Regions from separate parts of the Anser cygnoides genome. Here region 1 is linked to region 2. Evidence: chromatin contacts called from public Hi-C data. All regions are on one chromosome and are shown on one strand. Each heading gives the region's core, a stretch centred on a gene start, on an enhancer-like site or on the middle of the called end of the contact. The rest is flanking DNA. Distances are from core to core; before and after follow the strand shown.

Region 1 (4,597 bases), core at 1,115-3,614, 200 kb after region 2:
TTTCTGAAATGACACTTTTTAAACTCTAGGTCTCAATTCAGGCTGCTGTTGAACAGCTCAGAGGCCACCATTTCACACATCAAATTGGTCAGGATTTTTTGCCATATGGATAATTTTATGTTTATCTACACTTAATTATACCTGAGGCTTTATTGCCTACATAGTCGATATTGCTTATAGTCTAAGATCTTTCTGTAATTCTGGAATTGCTCCTTTTTTTTACTGTTCTGAATAATTCCATGATATCAGTATAATTTGCCGTTTCCTGCTATTCCCTTTTTCCAAACTTTGGGGAATATGAAGAAAATTAGGGTCTAGTTCTTGCCGTACCTCACAGATGATCTTTCCATGAAGTGATCATTCTCTCTTATCTTCAGTTTAGATACCTTATGGTATGGTTGCTTAGTTTCCTTAAAAGCCCTTGATAAGGTTTTTATGAGGGACTTTTGGAAATCTAAACAACCAGATCACTCTTTCCTGTATGTTTGTTAACCCCTTTGGGAACTCCAGTAGTTCTGCCAGACAGTACATCCCTTTATCAAAGGCATGTTGACCCTTCCCAAGAATGTAACACTCAGGTACCCACTAGACTTACTTTTTATTATGGTTGGTTAGTAGGTGTGCTACAGACTCTGGCATCCGTTTTTGGTATGTTTGAAGAAATATTTATTTCTAATATTTGTAGAAATACAATTATATGGCTAACTCCACAGTGTTTCATTGGCCCATCTGTTACAAAAGACATTTTGAACAAAATTTAAGAAAAGATATAGTTGTGTAATAAGGTTCCCAAATGTGTGTAGGTGTGTAGCAGGAAACACAGAAAAAATGTTTAAGACAAATTTATTTTTTTCTGAATATTTGCATGCACTTCTACCACATGCTCAATGAATATAATGCACAGATCTGCAATCCCACATTGGAAATTACAGAGGAAAAAGTGACCTTAAAAAGGCTCCTAAGAATATCCTGGTCAGGATAAGCCAGTATGTATGGCTTTTGAACATAAATAGCTATTGAAGTGATGGGGAATTTAAGAGCTTCACTTGGAAGAAAAGGCAAGGGATGGAGGAAACAGCTTTTTTATTGCTCTGTCTTTATGCATCGCACTTGAACCACAGGAATAATGTGGATAGATCCTTTGGAAAAATGACATCTCAGAGGTTCAAGCAGTAAGTACCAATTAGTTTAACCAAAATGGATGCTTTTATACTGAAATGAAAGTACTCATGGAGGAAATATAGCTGACACTTTAACTATATTAATATAGTATTGCTTCAAATTACTACTATTACTCTGAAAACTTTCAGAACTCTTCTGTTACTGAAGATTAAGACTAAAAGGCAGAATCAGAAGAATTCATCCTTAGTAAAGCAGAGTGGAACAGATATGAAATTTCAAGGGGAAGGGAAATATCACCACTTCTTAATAATTACCTAAACACAAGGCTCCATAGGCCTTGAAAATCAGCAGCACTGGATCATTGATTTGCTTCTTCAGTTCCAAGTCTGCAAATTGCCTCAGCTAGTGGAAATACATTTCTTGAGCATAGTAGATAATATATGCCTACAGGGAGGAACAGAACAGAAACACTTTCTCTTTTGAAATGTGTAAAGTGTGTGTTGGTAAAACACATTATCAGCGTAGTGATAGGAGAAGGGGCAATGGTTTTGAACTAGAAGTGGGGAGATTTAGATTTAATTAGATGTAAGGAGGAAATTCTTTACTCAGAGGGCAGTGAGGCCCTGTCCCAGGCTGCCCAGAGGAGCTGTGGCTGCCCCATCCCTGGCAGTGCCCAAGGCCAGGCTGGATGGGGCTGGGGGCAGCCTGGGCTGGTGGGAGGGGTCCCTGCCCATGGCAGGGGGTGGCACTGGGTGATCCTTAAGGTCCCTTCCAACCCAAAACATTCTGTGGTCCTATGAAAAATAATGATGTCATTATTGACTGTAACATTCTCAGAAAGAGCAGTCAGACATTGGAACGGGTTGCCCAGGGAGGTGGTGGCATCACCATTCTGGGGGTGTTCAAAGAGAGGTTGGTCCTGGTGCTTAGGGACATGGTTCAGTGGGTAACATTGGTGGTAGGGGGATGGTTGGACCAGATGATCTTGGAGGGCTTTTCCAACTTTAATGATTCTATGAACAGGAGCATCACTTCGAAAAAGCCGTCAGAATGAGAAGAACAGACAACTATATTTCTCAGAGATTTACGAGTGTACGTGAAGAAAAAGACAAATAAATGAATAAAAATCAAATCCATCCCTGCCTTCCCTCCCTCCCTCACGGGGCTCCTCCCTCAGCGGCGGGGAGCCCCAGCCCAGCCCCAGCCCAGCCCCGTCATGGCGCGGCCGCTGCCCGCCCCCAACAAAATGGCGGCCGGGCGGGAAGCGGCGGCGCTAGCCTAGCGCGGGGCGGTCCCGCCCCACACCGCCCGCCCGCCTCTCCCCGCCGCCCACTCGTCGAGGCCTCCGCGGGGCCGGGCGATGCTCCCCGCCGCCAACTCTTGAGCCGCCGCCCGTCCTGGTGGGCATGGGGCTGGGCTCGAGCTCCGAGGTCCCCGACGGCGGCGCCGAGGGCTTCCACGTCCACGGGGTGAGGGGGCGGCGGCCGAGGGGATGAGGGGGGATGGCCGGGAGGGAGCGGCATGTCGGCGGCCGCCACGGCGGCAGGGGAGGAGCGGCGGCTGCCGGCAGGTCCTGGGGTCCCCCAGCCCGGCGGCTTCCACTGGGGAGCCCCAAAACTTTTTGACAGGCTCCGGGGCTCCTTCACCGGCAGCGTTACCTCGCTCCCCGCCGGGTTCCCTGCACCCGGGGCCGCTCCTCGCAGGCCGGACGTGTGGCGGCGGGTTTGCTGTAGCCTCTGCCGTGTTAACAGCTGTTTAATAAGACAAAATGAGCCGTCCTTGCCTTGCGCCGCTGCTGTTCTTCCCCAAACAGCAGCAGAAACGTGCTGCTTCCCACTCCATCAGCAGTTTGTGCTTCCCGGAGTTGCAAGATGTGTTCGGGGTACCGGTATGCTCCCTTCTTCTGCTTTTGTCAGCCTCTTTCATTGACTTAGCTCTGTCAGAAAAGACCATCGGTCACGAAATGTTCCCCCCATTTTTCTGTTAAATACACGATATTGCTTAGTTGTCTGTTGACTGAGCGATGATTGTTGAATTTTGTGACCTATGGTGTGCAAGAGGCAGTCTGTTTTTTCTTTTTTTACTTTTTCTTTCTCCTTTTTTTTTTTTGTTGTTTTGTTTTGTTTTGGTTTTCCTCCAGGGATTTCATGCAAATTTTGCCAGGGTGTCATTTAGTTTTCAAAAACACTGCAGGCTTTTTTGCAACTCCCAGCTCCATACGAGAATCTGCGTGGCTCTCAGACATCTGAACAGGTGTCGCGAGCTCTGTAATAACTTCCACGACTTCTTGTGTACATTTTAATCTTTGGCATTGTGGTATATGATAGTTTCATTGTAAAGCTTTTTGCATGTTATTTAGAATTGGAGTGCAGACAGAACTTTTTTTTTTTTTTTTTTAACCTTGTAGCTTGGTTCAGTGTAATGTGGCAATTTGCTACTGATGCCCTTTATGGTTGTGGTGAGAGTTGATGCTTCCTTCACCCATTGTGGTTAACATCACTTGTCTTGACTATTTGATAATAAAGCATGAATTTTCGCTTTTAAAGTTTCTGCTGAAGTAACTATGCTAATACTTTTTTTTTTTTTAACCCACATAGACAGCTATGCGAGGAATAGCCCCAATACAGATGCGGCTTTATCTATTTAATAGTGAAACGGTTTACGATGTAGCACGAGACCAATTATAAAATGTAGCAGTTGTAACTTTGTAAATGAAACTTCTGAACTTCTTATTTTAGATGATGTGTGGGTTATAACTTAGCCACTGAAAGCACGGGATGGCTTTCAGGACTCAAATATATTGCAGGTTACGGGCTGTACTTTGGTGTTCACGAACAGTAAAGCAGCGTTAGGATGTTTGCAATGGTTCCCTTAGCATTAAGTTGCTTTGCTGCTATGCTTCTAAAAGATATACTCTGCGTATATCAAGTTCTGTTAGCCATGCATTTGTAGCATACTCTTCTAAGTGTTCCTATTCTAATGTGCTTGAAGTTGTGTTTATGAAAAAATAGCACTTTAACTGGGGGCTCTCCAAGAGCTCAGGCAATTAGTAGCATGGAAGAAAATCCCCAAGCAGCTCTTGGAAAACTGAGCCCTTCTCCAGAGTCTTCAGTAGTTAATAACTCCACGCTGTGTGCTCTGAATCGCAATACTTGTTTCTTATGTGGGGTTCAAAACCTATATTTGGCAGCTTAATTCGGCCACCTGTTGTTCTTAGTTCTATAAAAAATAAATTCACAATCGTGGACTGCTTCCCAAGGTCTGTCACTTGGTATCTCTTTTCTGGTTCAATCAAAAGTAAATATTGAATCAAGTGTAAAGATTAACACTGTGTCACTTAGTGTAACCACAGATCCATGTATAGTAATAAAAAACTGTATGCTTTGCAGGTTCAGGAAAACTCCCCAGCTCAACAAGGAGGACTGGAACCTTTCTTTGATTTCATCATTGCAATAGGACACACTAGGCTTGTAAG
Region 2 (4,583 bases), core at 1,049-3,548:
TGGTGTGTTGTGGAGCATCAGAGCCATGGGAGCTTGAACTCCCATGGCCACAGCTGCTCATGGTGGAGCTGGTGAAGGAGGCACCTTCGTAATTCATCGCATGATCCAGCTTCCCCCTTTGTGGCCTCAGCAAGACGAGCAGCTACTAAACAGCTATAAAAGGCTTTTTCCTTCCGTTTGGTTGCGTGCAGATGGAGACTTGCTGTGGTACAGGCAAGTATGGACCACGTGCCCATGGCTGTGTCATGTTACTTGAGCATCTCCAGGTTGGTAGGTTGCTGTTCCCCTGTTATCCAGCTTTACTGCACCTATTTCTTCTAATATATTGATTTGGGGAAGGCTGGTCTGATAAATTTTCTTCATAGGAATCTAGATAGAAATAAAGCTGCCAAAACATCCATGCACAGGAAGGGCTTTTCTCTCATGTAATTGTAAGTAGGAGGACTGGTGATCTGCAGAAGGAGTCTTTGCATGATACCAGGTAAGCATGGCCCATAATCCACAAGCCCCTGTGGGATATCATCAGGTATCACCTTCAAAGTAAAGGGTCAACTCTGCCAAAGATTGCTATGATCCAATTATGAAACAGCACAAAGAGTCCTCCAGCACTTTACAAAATAGCACAGAGGTCCAAGACCTGACACAGGAGATGGCAGTGAGTAGTGCCGAGCTGGGATTTGAGGAACCCTGGATGTGACGTAGCCAACATTACAATGCTCTCATCTGAACATGCTGATCCAGCTTGATAAGGTGCTGTGGGAAGAATAAACAGCAAATCCACAGGGAAGTCTCACACCAGCAAACCCTAGTGAAGAGGAGAGGCAAATTCTAAGTAGCTGGAGTCCTTTGAGGTTTCTGGTCAAAGTGTCACGGCTGTTCAGAGAAGAGCCTGGAGAATAAAAGACTATAACCGTAACAAAGCAGTATAATTTAGGACTGTAACTCCTGGGGCTGTTGCTGAGCCATCAGGCAGGGGCTGCTGGAGAGCTGTGATATGAGACAGGATGACCTGGAGGGCAGCTCAGCGGGGGGAGACACGTGGTGATGGCCTGGCTGGGTGGGTAAAAGCACGGGGAGCCACTGGGGTTTGCTGTAGTTTTATCTCCTCCGAGATGCCTTGGCTGTACGCACAGGACGTGGCGTGCTGCCACACTCGGGGATGTCTCTGCCAGGGGGGATCAGAACTACAGAGGCTTTGGCACGTGTGTTGGAGCAGGGCTGGGTTGGCCTCTCAGGAGCTGCTGGAAACACGTGTGCTACCAGGCTGGGAGGAGAAATTTGGGTTTGAGAGCAGCCAGAGGGTACGTGCACCACCTCAACTCAATGGTGAAATATAAAGGTCCCCCCCAGCAGCACAAGGGTGTCTGTACTATTAGGCAGTGAGCACAGCACGGATGTGCTGGCATTTCCCAGGTGATGCCCAGGCACAGTGTGGGAGTTGTCACAGGGACATGGTCACACGTCTGTTTTGAAGGACAAGACATCTGTGGCATAGATGACATCAGTGGCATAGACGCAAGCGGTGCTCCTGCACCACACGTCCTCAGGACTGGAAAAGGGACTCGTGCCCACCCTGCTGGCATCTGCAGCCAGGATCGTGCCCTGAATCGGGGCTGGAAGTCAGGGAGGACCTTGCTGTCCATCATGTGCTCAAACCACCTCGCAAAATGGCCTCCTAGAGGGCTGTCTGTTCATTTGTAATCACCTCTGAGCTCTCCCCAGTTTCTGCCAGGTTAACACATGAACTCCTCTGCCCTGCAGTTTCTCAAAAAGAAAAAAAAATTAGGTGGGATCTGGGCTGCAAAATAGCAGCTGAGTGCTCTGCATAGCTACACTTATCTCCTGCAATGTGAACCTTTATTCTGGTACTTGAAGTTTGCCCTGATTTAAATATCCTGACAGTGGTGCATCCCCGTGGCTCTCAAGAGCTGCCATCATTTGAACAGCACTTTGCAAAAATACAAGCTGTGAAATTTCCTGGTTGCTTGGGAAAAAGCAGCGAGGAACTGCTGCTGGCTGCTGTCTTACAGCACAACGGAGCCGCACGCGGGTCGGCATTTCGGCGTTAAAAGTTGGTGAATAATAGGGCTAACAAAATAACAGAAGGTTCTTCCTTGCACTGCCCAGGGAACAGGAAATTCTGCACGGGCGAGCGCGCGGAGGTGAACAAAGCGTTAAAGCCTGGCAGAGCAGCTGCTGCTGACCTTCTGGTCCCAGCACCGCTAAACAAAGCTCCTGTTACAGCTGAACTTTAGTACCAACTTCTGCTGCTCCAGGGATCCTCGCAAAAGTACACAGTGAGCTGCAGCTAGCACGGCGTACCTCGCTGGGGTGGCGGTGAAGCCGGCAGAGGCCACCATGTCCTGTCCCCAGGCTGTCCCCAAAGCCCTCCTTTGCTGTTGCCAGCGGTTTAGGACTCATGAAGATGGTGATCAGTAGATGTTAATTGATATACCCCCCCTAAAGATCTGAATTTCTGCTGAGAGTCTTGGCGATGAGTTCCAAGGGTGAATTCCATGCACTTGGGAAAACATTTCATTTTATGTCTAAAATGTGCTTAATTGCAAATTTTCCAAGTAGTCCTGGGTATAATTGTTCAATATACATCTTTCCCTCCCTATTCACGGTTTTACAAGCTCTAATATCATATTCTCACAGAAATCTTTCATTTCAGAGGAAGAACCCAAATCCTTTCAGTCTGTTCTCACATGGGAGCCTCCCATAGCCTACATTTAACACTGGGCATCCTTGCTTCCTCCTGCATCACTTCTGCAGAAAACAGGATTTGAGGCAATTCCCAGCAGAGGACTTACAGTTATGGTCCAGGCTCTTAGTGTGGCATAATGACATGATGATATGTGAGAAAATTGTGGCAGTTCTCATCCTCCAAGGGGGATGATGCTGGAATATATAACAGGGTTAAAAAAAAAAAAAAAAGACATATTTCCAGGTGAGGCCCTGGAGTCTCCCTGATATTATTCAGGCCCCCAGACCATGAATAAGGAAACACTGTAAGAAATATCCTGCTGGTTCACCTCTTCAAAGAGATATCAAGGTAGTTTTGGGAAAATCAGCTCAAGGAGTGATTTCTAAGAGTCTTCTGATACAGCAAAGTCCCTCTGTGACCCTGCCCTTTCCTCTACATGATCACTTGGTCCAAAAACTGTGAATTTGTCCTATGAAATAATAAATAAGACTCAGCAGACTTTGACGGGGGTGTGGCACTTAATAGAGAAGTGGGACAAAAAATAACCAATATGGGTTGAAATAACAAAAACCATCACCTCGATGCTTTCTGCATGCAGCTGAGTTAGTTGGGTGCCTAGTTTTGACAAGTTGAGCTTTAAATTTGCCCTCATCCATCTCAGTACTTTTTATGCATCCAGCTTACAGTGAGGTCAACCCCAGAGCTGTCCAAGATTTACTTGTTGCAGCTCAGATCAAGAGCTGTCACGTTCCTTGGCCTTACTGCTCCCAACCTGTTGCCATTCTGCTGACAGAAGGGTGAGGGAAATGGGATCCATGTGGATGCTGAAGGTGGACATTGCTCCCCAGATGTGCAAGCATCTGGGGGATGTATTTTGGGAGGCAGGTGGGACACCCATCAGAGGATTACCTGATATTCAACAGTGAAATATTTGAGGTCACCCAAAAGATGAGCTCATTATTTCTAATATCGTTTCCTGGGTGCCTGGGAGGACGAGAACTGAGGAGCTGGGAGACTCTTTGGGCTTTCTTGTTCCCAGCCCAGTGGTAAGAAGTATTCCAAAGCGGGTGAGCTCTCACATGCATGGCTCACAGGCTTCTGTGAACAAAAGGCCATGCGAATTACCACGTTGGATCTCTCTGGGCATGTAACACCCTGTCGTGGCATGGCTGGTAACTTCAAGAAAGCTATGAGAAATGGAACATATGCACCACTCCTCCCACAAAAAGTTCCTCTGAGCTTTTAGTGAGCAACGTTTAGGGACTTCTTGTCCCCCCCAGTGGCAGGATAGCACCTAGATTGTGGGAGTCTGGTACCCAACTCCTCAGCATCCAGCCCGGGGAGACAGGGAGCAGCCACTTTGCCATCCATTTGTTAAAACTTGCGTGTCTCAGTTTGGACCAAACTGCCTACTGTGGAAATTGGTTTCATCAGACATCTGCCCTCAAAGCAACATTAATTACTCAGGATGAATCTTCACCTTTCAAAGACAGTCCAAACTCAACTCCCAGCTGATCTGTGCCTTAATGTGTCCCTGCGATGGAGCAGGACCAGGGCTTGAAAAGTGCCTTGGTTGCACCACAGGTGAGAGCTGCAATTCCCACATTGCAGCAAGTATTTGTGGTTGAAGCCATGAAGTCTGGCGAAAGGAGGTGAGTGCCTTGCAGAGATCACTTCGGGCTCTCTGAGCCTGTGGGGCTGCTCTTCTCCCACCAGGATGAGAGGCAGAGCTGCGCCACGCTGCCAGGCCTCCTGCATGAGTCACGCCATCCCTGTGGGGTTTTGCCCCCGTTCCTGGGTTTTCTTGAATTTTCACCTTCCCTTTTGAAAATCTGTGATCCTGATGGTTGCTAGGAAAGATTTGAAAGCAGACTGT

Evidence for each region. Hi-C and Micro-C count contacts between places; a contact is called where the count stands out from the background.
Region 1: a Hi-C map of liver shows a contact between it and region 2, with 8 times the contacts expected there. The contact joins the promoter of GORASP1 here to the enhancer-like site in region 2. A contact is called at or near these places in 2 of 7 Hi-C or Micro-C datasets (both in liver).

The regions. Positions count from the first base shown.
Region 1 is chr2:6,107,750-6,112,346 of Taihu_goose_T2T_genome, forward strand. GORASP1 (golgi reassembly stacking protein 1) reads left to right here and starts at 2,365. Exons shown (of 9, transcript XM_048062393.2): 1 at 2,365-2,591; 2 at 4,512-4,592. The coding sequence starts at 2,529. It overlaps LOC106036814 (a long non-coding RNA gene), which reads right to left and starts at 1,548. Exons shown (of 3, transcript XR_010829044.1): 1 at 1,437-1,548; 2 at 596-729.
Region 2 is chr2:5,909,258-5,913,840 of Taihu_goose_T2T_genome, forward strand. No RefSeq gene overlaps it. Among named protein-coding and RNA genes, the nearest start is that of XIRP1, 100 kb to the left of the region's middle. Within about 2 kb of position 2,299, at least 3 of the 3 cell types and tissues checked have open chromatin away from gene starts, as enhancers often do. A contact at or near this core is called in liver, where this site is marked.